3 separate regions of the Sus scrofa genome follow, and all the other regions are linked to region 1. The links are chromatin contacts, called in public Hi-C maps. All regions are on one chromosome and are shown on one strand. Each heading gives the region's core, a stretch centred on a gene start, on an enhancer-like site or on the middle of the called end of the contact. The rest is flanking DNA. Distances are from core to core; before and after follow the strand shown.

Region 1 (4,243 bases), core at 1,208-3,707:
GGTAGAGTACCATGGGGAGAAGTGCTCAGACTGCAGGGTTCTGAGAAGGCACGGGTTTTTCAGCTGGGTAAGGGTATTCCAGGTGTGCCTTCTGTTCCTATTCTTTAATGTGTGCTTCTTCGTTTGATACTTTCTAAACCTATTATATAGTTCACAGTGGAGGCACTAGAACTATATGGGAGGGCCTTAAGAGTCAAGGCATGTCTTTCTCCAAGCAGAGTTGGATCACAAGTTGTCTTTTACAAGAATGTATTCTTTTAAAATTTTTTTTTAATTTTTTTTGCTTTTTAGGGCCACACCTGAGGCATATGGAGGTTCCCAGGCTAGGGGCTGAATTGAAACTACAGCTGCCGGCCTACACCACAGCCACAACAATGCCAGATCCAAGCCACGTCTGCAACCTACACCACAGCTCACGGCCACGCCGGATTCTTAACCCACCAAGCAAGGCCACGGATCGAACCTGCCAACCTCATGGTTCCCAGTCAGATCTAAAAGGGCTCTAGAGACGCTGATGAGTTTTGAGAGGAAAATTAAGATTAATTTTTGATGCTGACACCAACAAACAAGGAGTTAACAAATTAGCATTTTGCTATCACCCTTGTTTTACACCTCCCCAAAATGTGCAACTAGTTGTTTTCTGGTCTCTTATTCCTTTCCCCTCCTCTTTATGATTAGAAGGCAGAAAAAAATCTTCCAATTTTAATTTATATACCTAATTTTAAAAAATTCTTCATTTACTGTATGCTAAGCACATGCTAGGAATGATAGAGAATAAACATGTATAGTCCTATCTACTACAGCGTGATAACAGCAGGTTGCTATGCTATCTTTTTGCTGTTGTTTTTGGCCAGGCCTGGGGCATGTGTTAGTTCTGGGGCCAGAGATCGAACTGGCGCCACAGCAGCAATCCAGGCAGCTGCAGTGACAATGCCAGATCCTTAATCTTTGTAACAGCTGCATCAGAAGAGAACTCCTGCTACTGCTATTTTAAGGATGGGAAACCTACAGTCAGAGACCATCAGTACCTAGTGGGACCACCCATGGACCCAGGTGTGTTTGTTTTCTTCCCACTTACATTGACCTAATAGGCTCCTAAAGGCAAATGAAGATCATCAACAGGCTCACAAAAAAAGGATCCCTAACTGTTCAAGAGCGCTATGCCAAGCTTTTCACGTGCATCACTTCATTTAATTTCCCCCACAATACAACCAAATTATGTATAATACACACAGTTTGTTACAATGCTAAAAACTGCGATTTAAAGAAGTGGGTTTTCCAAAGTCACACACCTAACAACTGGCATCAAGACTCAATCTCATGACCCCCCCCAGGGAACCTCTTAACCACCGCTTAAACCATCTCACCATGCCTCAGGGAAAACATTCTTGGCCAGCTTTAGGAAACTGAAGCTCCTCTTGGGTCACAGATAATACTCCACTTCCCCTCCGGTCCCCCAAATCTACCGGAAGCACAGCACTGAAATTCCCAAGACAAGTGTTGGTGGTAAGACGACGTCTGAACTCAAAGCAAACAACGTGCTCGCTTCCTGGAGCCCGGGGAGATGCCACTTGCTAACTCTTTATAGAGCTTATTTCCGTCTAGAGCGGATCTCCCCAGGGCAGGACAGCCCCCCAGGCTCCCGTGCCTGCACCACTTCGCGGTCCTCGCAGAGGTGAGGGCGGAGGGCAGACCGCTGGCGCGTCCGAGCCGAGCCGGGCCACTCTGAGGCCCGCCCGCAGGCCCCGGAACGCCGAGGGGTGACCCCGGGCGCTAGGCGACCAAAGGGGTCCCTCTTTTACGCCCGAAGACCGCCAGCCTCTGCGTCCGAGAGAAATACCTTGGGGACTCCCCCTACCACCACCACCACCACCACTTTGTTCCAACTCTTCGAGCTCAATGGAGAAGGAGGAGGGGGGCGTCCCTCAACCTGTGGCCAAAGACGAGAAAGTTCTCTGCCCCCGCCCCTAAGTTCTACATTCGAGGGAGGCAACTGAAGGAAAGCGACAAGGGAGGTGCCCGGGGAAGGACCCTCTCTTGTCTGGCTTTCCCGGAGGCCGCAGGAAAGGGGGCAAAGCGCTCTGTCTGGGACTCCTGCCCCAACAGACAGCGAACTGGGGGCGCCCCCACCCGCGACATGGCCCTCCCCTGATCAGAGCCCCCCCAAGGGGGGGCGGAGTAGCGGGGGGAAGTCCTCGGATTAAGAGGGGTCTCGAAGGGACCCGGCGAGGTCACACGGTACCTTTCTCTCCGCGCCGCAGAGACCGATGCCGGCGACAGGGTAGGGGGCAACGTGAGATGAAGCGGACGGGCTCCCGCTGGCTCCGGCGGCCCCTGGGCCTCGGAGCCGCCCAGCGCCGCCGCCTCCTGCTGCCGCTCGCTGGGCTGCGCTCCTCGCTCCGGCAGGTTACCTGTGGCCGAGCCTGCCGCGCCTGCCGCGGGCTCGGCCCTCAGCCCCGCCCCTCCCGCGCTCCTAGGCTGGGGCCGCAGCGCCCCGCAGCGGCCGGCTGGGTCTCTGCAGCGGCCTGCGGGGAGGTGGGGGTCCCCAAGGCCCTGGGGCTGGCCTTGATCTGAAGCCCACTCCCTACTGGGCCGCTGCCCCTTCAGCCCTCGCCGCGAGAGGCCTCCTTATAAAGAGGGAGGAACCGGGATGCAGTTGGGCGCGGTTTTCGGGGCAGGGGAGGTTTATAGAAGGGAGAGGGTATTTGGGAGGAGAAACTGTCCCTCAACCTGTGGCCAAGTGAGTATTTCAACATTTTCATAGTTCACTTAACTGGGATGTCTCAGTGGCAGCTGAACAACAGTGGTGAAAGATACAGATTCATTAGAAAGCTGGAGAGAAGAAAGGAAGCCTTTATTCCTTTATTCCTTGTCTGTCAGTGGTTTGTCTGAAGCGTCCCGTATGAACTAGGCAAAAGCATTGAACATTTCTGACTCATATGTTCATCCCCCCCGCGCCCCCCCCCGGCTTTTTTTGAGGGGAGGGAGCTCACACAGGCGGCATATGGAAGTTCCCAGGCTAGGGGTCAAATGGGAGCTGCAGCTGCCAGCCTCCGCCCTGCTATTATTCCCTGGAACTGCCCTTATGAAGCCTTCCACTCAACGAAACTAGCATGTGCCCCTCCATGATCTTAGCCTCCTTCTTCAGAGGAAACCACCCTCCTGAATTTTATGTTAATAATTCTCTTACCCCAATTATATGTATCCCTAAATAGCACACTATTCATTTGTGGCCGGATTTAAACTTTTTTTGTAAGTGGAATCAGCCTGCACAATTCCTGTACAACTTACTTTTTTTCCGCTTAGCGTGGTTTCTGAGCTTTACCTATTGGATTTCTCAGTTATTTAATATTTTGTTGTGAGAAGATACCACAATTTATTCATCCAGTTTACTTTTGGACATTGGGTTGGCTCCAGTTTTTGGTTCTGCAAACAATGTTGCTATGAACATTCTTAAATATTTCTTGTGTGGCATGTGTGCAAGAGCTTTTAAGCTGTTTATCTAGAAATGGAATTGTTGGGTCTTAAGGTATGCGTGTGTTCTAATTTATATACTGGATAGTGCCAAACTGTTTTCTAAATCAGTTGCCATTAACGATGTATGAAAGTCCCCTTGCTCCACATCTTTGCCAGCACTTGTTTTTTCTGGGGGTGTGAAATGATTTCTTATTATGCCTGTGGTTTTTACTTCTCCGATTGTATGTATAATGGTTCATATTTAATGTTTACTAACTATTCTTGTTTTCTTTTTTAATTTGTCATGTTTGGTTTTTTTCCCTTGGTTTGTTTTTTTTTTTTTTTTGTGATTTGAGGAATTCTTCCTACCCTGAGGATATAAAAATATTCTTCCATATTTTCTTCTAAAAGATGTAGTTTTGCCTTTCACATCCCATCTGAAATTCATTTCTCCTTTAATTTAATTGTAAGACAGCCAGAGCTCTGTGCTGGTCATATGCAACCTGAAAATCTATGGTTTTATGTTAAATCTTTATTTCTGATTATGGAAATCCTACCCTGACTTACTTTTTCCTCTTTATAAAGGTAGGTATTCTGAGCCCTTTACTCCTCCATAGACATTTTACAATTAGTTTGTCGGGCTCCATGAAAAAACTGGGATTTTGACTTAGAAGTACACGAATCTGTGCAGTGGATTGCATTAGTCATTCACAGTTTGTTCCTTTCCCATCATTGCCATGCTTTCCTACACTGGTGTAGACTCCTCTGCCCCACTGGTTCAGGATTT
Region 2 (4,290 bases), core at 749-3,248, 190 kb before region 1:
AACATCTCTGCTGGCCTGGCCTAAATGGCAGGAGGGTACCTGCACTGTTTAGGTGGGGAGGGCCAGCTGGTTCATCTGTAAAGCACATGCCTTCTGTAGTCAAAGTGGAGGTTAGCCCACAGGGGCCATGTCGCACAGACACCTCACTTACGCCCACAGTCCTGCCCTGACAGGGCCGGGCAGGTACCTGCATCACTTTGCCGTCCTTGCCCCGGTACAGCGTGTAGAGCTGGTATGCTCTGAACTCATGCGGAGGAGGTGGGGGCGAACAGCGACGCCTGGGCCTCTTTTTAGGGTGACTGTGAGTGTGTGTGTTCTTCTGCTGTCCGGGCTGCTGGTCTGCTGGTGGGGTGGGGTCAGAAAATGCCGACACCTGTGGGAGACAAGGAGACTGCCACCCTGAGCACTGTGACATCAGCAAGGCTGAAGCCCAGCCAGCGGGTCCCCCCTCGCCCGCTTTGCAGTGAAGAACCCCGCCTTACTAATAAGCTCACGGCTTTCTACTCCAGGTACCAGGCATCAAAAGAGGTGTATCAGCACGCTAACCTCGTGCCTGCAGCTGGCCACGCCCAACTCTGCTCCGGCTCCAAACCAGCAAGCCAGCCAAGGGAAGTGGCTCTTTAGCTGCTGGGCATGACACTATCACGGGGCTCTTGGCCAACCCGCCTCTCCGCCCTCTTGGCTGCTCTCACGTGCCTCCTGACCTTGGGCCTGGACTTTCTCTGCCTGCAGTCCTTGGCTCTGGGTTCCGGGGAGGCGGACAGGCAATCTTCTTTGGCCTCTTCTTTTCTGGGTGCAGCCTGTTCACTGCTATGGGTGTCTCCTGCTGAGACACTTCCCTACAGAGAAAAAAAAGCCCAGAAACCTCTTCTACTTGACCCCTCAGCCTTCTTCAATAATAGCATAAAACTTCCAAGACTCTATCCACTAAAGGACCCCCTGGGAATATTTGCCAGTGACAAATTTCAGACACAGGGAGCACTGCTTGGTGGTCTTAACTGAACACGTGTGCTTTCCCAAGTAAGTTGATTATCTGGCTTTTACTTTATTTATTAAGTGCCAACTAGACATAGCCTTGGGTCTAATTCTATGTTTAAGAACTTCAGGAACCTACCACACACAAAACACCTCAGCGTTTACGATTTTTAGTCTTCTGCATTTCCAAAAAAATCCCCAACCCCATTTATTCTTTGAGCTTGGACCCTCATAATTCATAGAGGAGAGTGAGAACCCTCTGAAATGAGAAAACATCACGTGTCTGGTCCTTGTGAGAACTTTTACAAATTAATTTGTACAATTCACACACAGGAACTTAATCAGAGTTATGAGGTCTTAACCCTGGAAACTGATAAGATTTTCAAACGGACATAAAAGTTGCCAAACGTTATCTCTATATCCTAGTCTTCTTCCTCCTGGGAGAGCTAAAAGGTATGGTATGGTTCCTTCCAGGGCTGCCATGTACAGTTGTGCAAGATGTTCACTGCACAAAGGCACCTACCCAAAGACATGAGCAGGGCAGAAGGAGCTAAAGTCCAACCTGGGCTCTATGCAAGTCCTGGGCTGGTCTGCCCAGGAGGCATCTTCTTCTCATTTGCACTGAGGAGCCATATGGGCTAGCATAGCCTCAGTTTACTCCCTCATTGGAAAGAGAGGTGGCAAGCTATGCCAGCGGTGTTCCAACTTCCATCCCCATTGAAATTACCTGGGAGGCTTGTTCAAACAGACTGCTGGGCCCCACCCCAGAGTTTCTGATCCAGTGGGTCTGGGGTAAGGCCCCCAAATCTGCATTTCTAACAAGGTTCTAAGTAACACAGTGGATCCACCCCTTGAAAACCACTGCTCTACACGAAGAAGGCGCGGTGGCAGAGAAGCAGGGCTGTCCACATGGAAGTGACAAGGCCACAGGTGCAGGGGACTTGTAAATACAGCTGCACGGGGTGCTGGAAGAGAGGTGGCACACGTGCATGTGGCCTGAAATCATGGAGAGTGGAAGACAAGAGGCCAGAAGGAAAGACGGAGAAGATCTGAAGGACCCAGTGGAAAGGAGAGACAGAGGAGGGCCTGGCAGCTGCCAGATGGGCCCAGAGTAGGCAGGGAGAGTTTCCCACCCTGCAAGCGGGCGGGAGGGCCACCCCCCACCTTGCTTTGTGCCACCTCATCTCTTGGCACAGACTGAGCTCTCCTTTCTTCCTTGAGCCTCTCTCTCTTTTTCCTCAGGCTTCGCCCACGACTGAAGCGCAAGACCTGAAGGAGGCAAGAGGCATCGTTACAAACCACTGGTGTGTGCGGACCTAACGGAGCCTCCAGCCGAGCAAGGGGGACCGAGTGTGCACATCAGACAAGGGCCTCTAGACCACCTGCTATGCCTCCTACATCTTGGGCAGAGCACTTAGGGACCCAGAGATGAGTAGGACATCGTTGCTGACCTTGAGGAGCTCACAGTCTACGACAATGATGCTAGCAGGCATTTATGTGCTGGGCCAGGGCCGCCATGTAGGTGTGTGCAGGCCGTGCACCACTCAACTCCAGGGAGCACCACTCAGGTAGACTAGGATATGGACAGCGTCCCGTGGAGTTGTGCGACACGGCAGCTCTGTGCCAGGCACAGTCTTACTGTCTTGGGACACTGGACCCGATCTAGCACATCAGACTTTCTCTTGGCCAAACCATAACCAAGTCATATTCAATTTGATTGCAACATAACTGAAATGCATCTGTGAGCCATGGTACCAACATGGGGGAATCTTTTCCCCAGAAGGAAGCCTTTGGTCCATCCCTTCGAGGGCAGAAAGGTGGAAAGGACACAGGCGAGTACTTGAGACCAGCATCAGTGAGCTGGAGACCTCTGGGAAAGTTGTTTGGCCTCTCTGTGCTCTAACTTCTCAAACATGAGAATGGGGAGTTGATGGGATTAACCAAGACAAAGCAGGTGGCTGGCACACCTTGGAATGTCCATCACTGTCAGGTGCCTCCCACCTGCCTCTGGGCCTTAAGAGTCACTTAGTTGACAAAGATGTTTAATCACAGAGTACAGATCTCCAAGCTGGTGGAAACCTTCAGTCTCTAGCCCAGCTCCACACCCTTCCCCCAGACCCCCTACTCCCAGTTCCAAGGTTCCCCCCCTTAGAAAAAAACACTGAGGTCCACAAAGTGAAAACACTTTCAAGGTCACATTATCTTTCCGCAATAAAACAACATTCTCTTGTCTTGGTATAGGGATAGATAAGGGCTCTGTGAAGTCCAGCCCAGTGTTTTTCATCCTGATGTCAGACTTTCGTCTTGTTTTCATTAAATCAGGTGACACCATTATAGGACAAAAAGAACCTCTACAGGCAGTGGATACCACCTAAACGGAAAATTCCTGACAATATCTGCCTACGGCTGAACCAGATTTTTAAAGTGTGTTCTCATCTCCTCAGCCAGCAGTTCTGAAGTGTCCAGGGACCCAGGGTCCATGAGGTTATGATTATTTTCATAATATTACATTGGCTTTTTTCATGTTCATTCTCTCATGAGTATACCGTGGTGTTGGCCAGAAGCTACATAAATGATATTACAACAGACTGCATATAGAAATAAAAGAAGGTAGTAGATTTCTCATCTACGACATTAAAGAGATTTGCAAAAAATGTAAAACAATGTTACTTTTCTCAATGTTTGTTTTGTTTTGAAAAAAACAGTTCTTTTTCACAAAATGATGCTATTTATGTTACTACAAATGGACTTATTTTTTTAAATGAATATCTTTAACATTTCCCCACTTTATTTTCAAATATGGTAACTATTTATAGATATAAACTCACATAAACAAAGTTCTTTATGGGCTTCTATAATATTTAAGAAAGTAAAAGCGTCCTTAGACCAAAAAGGTCTCAGAACTTCAGTCCTGAGCTAAATTTTAGACTCAGTAGGAAGTCGAGTCTGATGAAGGAAGCAGCTGGTGCCCACTGCTCATCTGCTTTATTGACACTTAGAACAGCACACAGCTTCGGAATCAGCCTGAAATTCACTTTCTGAAGAATTGTGAACTGCATCAATCAAAAATGAGAAGAAACACTCAGTAAACTCAAACACAAAAAAATCCCTTCATTGACCATGTCATTAGCCAGTGAAAACAACTTAGCGTGGCTTACAGCCCTTCCCAGAGAACCATACCATCCACCAGACAGATCATCATCAATCTGCTCCACTTCACAGAAATCAGGGAATATCCCTGAGCTCCCATCAATGGCTCAGCGGTGACTAACCCAATTAATATCCATGAGGACAGGGGTTTGATCCCTGGCCTTG
Region 3 (4,118 bases), core at 1,350-3,849, 220 kb before region 1:
AGAATACAACCAGGAAAAGGGAGCTCCAAGGATTCCAAGTGAGGCAATCAAGTAAATGCTCAGTCAACAGGTAATTGAACATTTTTGGCTACATATGTTAGGAAGGATAGGATAGAGACTCGGACCCGGGTGCCCCAAAACAGGCCACCAAACAATGAAGACACATGCAGTATCAGAGTTAGGCTCCGCAGAGCACTTCCCTATTTTTCCCAAGCAACCCAGTCAGAGGATCAAAACAACACATGGTGCAGAGGGGTTGGACAGGAAATTAGTGGGCGTGGGGCAAGAGAATAGGGGTCCCCAAACAGGTCCAGGATGGATATAAAGAAAGACCCAGCTGCAGCCAGGGCCAGTATCTACCCCAGTAAGACTGCCCTCTCTGGGGACACAGATGAAACTTGGTATAAACTGCTACCTGGATTGTGATCAAGATTTCGACATCCGAGGAGTTCCTGTCATGGTGCAACTAGGAACCATGAGGTTGAGGGTTTGGTCCCTGGCCTTGCTCGGTGGGTTAAGGATCTGGCATTGCTGTGGCTCTGGCATAGGCTGGCAGCTGTGGCTCCAATTAGACTCCTAGCCTGGGAACCTCCATATGCCACGTGTGGGGCCCTAAAAAAGACCAAAAAAAAAAAAAAGTGTTTTTTGCTGGGGACAACGGACCAGAGGCCAGGTTAGAGCTGTCACAATGCCGTTTTAGGTTAGAGGGGAAATTCCCTTCCCTTTGACCCAGAACCACTCCCATCCTGGGCTGATCGAGACCACTTGCCTCCATCCCTGCGTGGCAAGACCACTGGGACTATCCCCACACTGATGTAGCACCTCCTGGACAGAACAACCTCCTGTCAGACACCCTGCTTCCATCCTTGTGTGATGAAGCCTGGCACCTCTAGAGCACTTCTCAGCCTGCACCTCCAAATCCATGTGTGTAGGCAAGGACCTAAAGAGAATGCAGAGCAGAGAAACCTGACATATACATATTTTCTCTGCAGAGAGTGCAGAGCAGAGAAACCTGACATATACATATTTTCTCTGCAGAGTAGAGAAACCTGACATATACATATTTTCCCCACAGCTGCACCCAGTGTCACATGCAATTTCCAGGCCAGGGATTAGATTCAAGCCACAGCTGAGACTCCATCACAGCTGCAGCAATGCCAGATCCTTAACCCACTTGTGCTGGGCTGAGGATCAAACCCATGGCACCACAGCAACCAGAGCAGTAGCATTCCTAATCCACTCATTGTGCCACAGAGGGAACTCCCTGTATTTTAAGTAGGAACAATTCCATTTTATTTTTATATTTTTGGAGTTTTTAGGGCTGCATCCCTGACATACAGAGGTTCTCAGGCTAGGAGTTGAATTGGAGCTGCAGCTGCCGGCCTGCACCACAGCCACAGCAACCCCAGATCCGAACCATGTCTTCGGCTTACACCTCACGGCAAGGCCAGATCCTTAACCCACTGAGCAAGGCCAGGGATTGAATTGCAGCCGCATGGATACTAGTATGGTTACCGCTGAACCAAAATGGGAATTCCATAATTCTATTTTTAAAAGTAGGAAGGATTCACTAACCCCACTTGCAGTTAATATAACCTAAGAGTCTATAGAGTGTGCTGAGGGGAGGCTAAAACAAGTACAGGGAAATAAAATCTTAAGGTATAGGGATATTCAGTTCCTTGTTATTTGGGATACAAAAATTCATAAAACTGCAATGGGGCAAGCATTGTTTTTTTGGTCTTTTTGCCTTTTCTAGGGCCACTTCCTGTGGCATATGGAGGTTCCCAGACTAGGGGTCTAATCGGAACTGTAGCCACCGGCCTGAGCCAGGGCCACAGCAACGCGGGATCCGAGCCGCGTCTGCGGCCTACACCACAGCTCACGGCAATGCTGGATCATTAACCCACTGAGCAAGGGCAGGGACCGAACCCGCAACCTCATGGTTCCTAGTCCGATTCGTTAATCACTGCACCACGACCGGAACTCCTGGGGCAAGCATGTAAAGACTTGTTAACTAATTACTATTACTACGACTACAGTGCCCAGAAAAAGGCTCGAAAAAGAACAGGATGAAAACTAGAAAAAAGAAAGAGCAAGACGCTAAATTTAAGAGAAATTGGTATTTTATATTTTACTGTATATATATATATATATATATATATATTTTTTTTTTTTTTTGCTTTTTAGGGCTACACCTGCAGCATATGGAAGTTCCCAGACTAGGGGTCAAATCGGAACTACAACTGCCAGCCTATGCCACAGCCACAGTAACGCGGGATCCAAGCAGGGTCTGCAACCCACATCAGAGTTCACGGCTTAGTATTCTAAATTATATATACTAAATCTTAAAAGGAATACAGTCGTTTCTCCCCTCACTTCCCAAAACCTTAACTTAAACTTCTTAACCACATGCCAGGATCTGTGCTAAATACCTTGCTACTATTTCATTCTCATAACAATCTGAAAAAACTGTTGTTTCACGGATGAGAAAACTTGGCTGATAACTACTTGACTACAAACCCTTGGCCTTCAGAGAGACCGCGGGGCTCTCCAGGCCTAGGCACAAGCTGCAGGCCGTCTCCCAGGAAACCGAGCTCGCCCCGCCCCCTCACTGCCTCACGTCCGCTCCTGCGCGCTGGGGCCCTGGAGAACCAAGCTGACTGGAGGACATGGCCACTTCTCGCTTACCCCCAGCGACGCTAACGCTAAAACAGGTACCAGCTGTTCTCGCCGGCCTCTTAGGGCAGCTTTCCGGTGAGCCGAGCTAAGCTCGATTCTCCACGCTCCCAGAACCCAGTCTACAGAGTGGGCCTCTGGACGACCAGGCGGGTGACCCTAGCGCGCCGCACTCTGATTGGCACGGGCATGGGGGCGGGGCTTCGAGCCGCGCAGCCAACAGGAAGCGCAGGGGGGCGGGGCGACCCTTCAGTCCCTGATTTGGGAGGCAGGTCAGGCTTTGTGTTTCTGTGCCCCGACACCTCAGCTGCCCAGCGGCCACGGTAAAGACTATTCTGCCTGTTCTGAGCTTTGGGAAGGAGCAGATGCGGTTACCAAGGGATTTTTAACTACTTCCTTAATTTAGGAAAATTATTCTTGCAGTGGTTACAGTTTCTAGGAGACTGGTAGCCCTTTTCTGCCCAGTGGGCAGCTTTCGAGGTTAAGGGTTCTTATGTTTGACAAAGGAGCAAGCAAACAGACCAGATAAACTTACTGCTGCTGTTTTCTTAAAGGGGGGGGGTTGTTTTTCTTTGCCCCTTTTAAAACTGAGGACCAAAGCGAAGTCATCCAGTAAGTTTGGTTTGCTAAAGTAAAGCCCTCGGCTGTGGACGGTGCAGCTCTAATTGCCATTTCTACTCTCCTGACCAGTTCATGAGAAGGCAGCAAGTTCTCCTCCTCTACAGAAGGATTTTGCAAGCAATTCGGCAAGTTCCAAATGATTCTGATCGCAGATACCTGAAGGACTGGGCAAGGGAAGAATTCAAAAGAAACAAAAATGCCACCGAAGAGGTGAGACCAAGATGATAGTGAGGGAGGGCCCTGGCCCTTTTGTATTGATTAGTGAGTTTTTTAAAAAAGTCTAGTAGATATCTTGGACTTTATCACTGAGATGGTGTATCTTGATTATTGTTCTTAATACTACTTATTTTTCACTTTCTTAAAAGAAATTTTAACTTTTACAAACTTTGCTGAATCTACACTCCACAGTATCATCACCCGACTTTTCTGGTAAACTAACTGCACACACACAGGAAAAGATAAAAATTAGAGCATGATGATTTGGGAAGTACATCAGGGGTGTATGAAGGAACGGCACACCTGTGAACTGAAGTTTGGCGCTTGCCGTCAGCCTCTACATGGATTAAATTATGCAGCTGCCAACCCATAGTACTCCGCGTGGAGCTCGGTGAAAATCAGGAGTGAAGCACTCTGTGCTCTGGGAAAACTGGAAAACAGGTCTTCAGATAGATATTTTTAGAAGATTTTATGTGCCCAATTCTTGCATCTCCTCATATATAGAAAAACACTAGGAGTTCCTCTCGTTCCTGTCGAATCCGACAAGGAACAATGAGGTTTCAGGTTGGATCCCTGGCCTCACTCAGTGGGTTAAGGATCCAGCA

The links. A called contact is a pair of places that touch in the nucleus more often than the background predicts.
Region 2: a contact with region 1 is called in a Hi-C map of skeletal muscle, with 4 times the contacts expected there. The contact joins the enhancer-like site here to the promoter of ANKRD6 in region 1. A contact is called at or near these places in 3 of 5 promoter capture datasets (fetal liver and liver), 16 of 47 Hi-C or Micro-C datasets (alveolar macrophages, embryonic fibroblasts, fetal skeletal muscle and 7 more) and 1 of 2 datasets of contacts at active chromatin or transcription factors (skeletal muscle).
Region 3: a contact with region 1 is called in a Hi-C map of epiblast stem cells, with 1.8 times the contacts expected there. The contact joins the promoter of LYRM2 here to the promoter of ANKRD6 in region 1. A contact is called at or near these places in 3 of 5 promoter capture datasets (fetal liver, fetal skeletal muscle and liver), 2 of 47 Hi-C or Micro-C datasets (epiblast stem cells and skeletal muscle) and 1 of 2 datasets of contacts at active chromatin or transcription factors (skeletal muscle).

Annotation. Positions count from the first base shown.
Region 1 is chr1:57,436,161-57,440,403 of Sscrofa11.1, reverse strand. It overlaps ANKRD6 (ankyrin repeat domain-containing protein 6), which reads right to left and starts at 2,457. Exons shown (of 16, transcript XM_021089998.1): 1 at 2,243-2,457.
Region 2 is chr1:57,630,094-57,634,383 of Sscrofa11.1, reverse strand. It overlaps ANKRD6 (ankyrin repeat domain-containing protein 6), which reads right to left. Exons shown (of 16, transcript XM_021089998.1): 11 at 705-839; 12 at 188-373. Among named protein-coding and RNA genes, the nearest start is that of LYRM2, 23 kb to the left of the region's middle. Within about 2 kb of position 1,998, at least 7 of the 83 cell types and tissues checked have an H3K27ac peak or open chromatin away from gene starts, as enhancers often do. A contact at or near this core is called in omental adipose tissue and skeletal muscle, where this site is marked.
Region 3 is chr1:57,653,376-57,657,493 of Sscrofa11.1, reverse strand. It overlaps LYRM2 (LYR motif-containing protein 2), which reads left to right and starts at 2,599. Exons shown (of 3, transcript XM_003121299.4): 1 at 2,599-2,714; 2 at 3,367-3,507. The coding sequence starts at 2,670.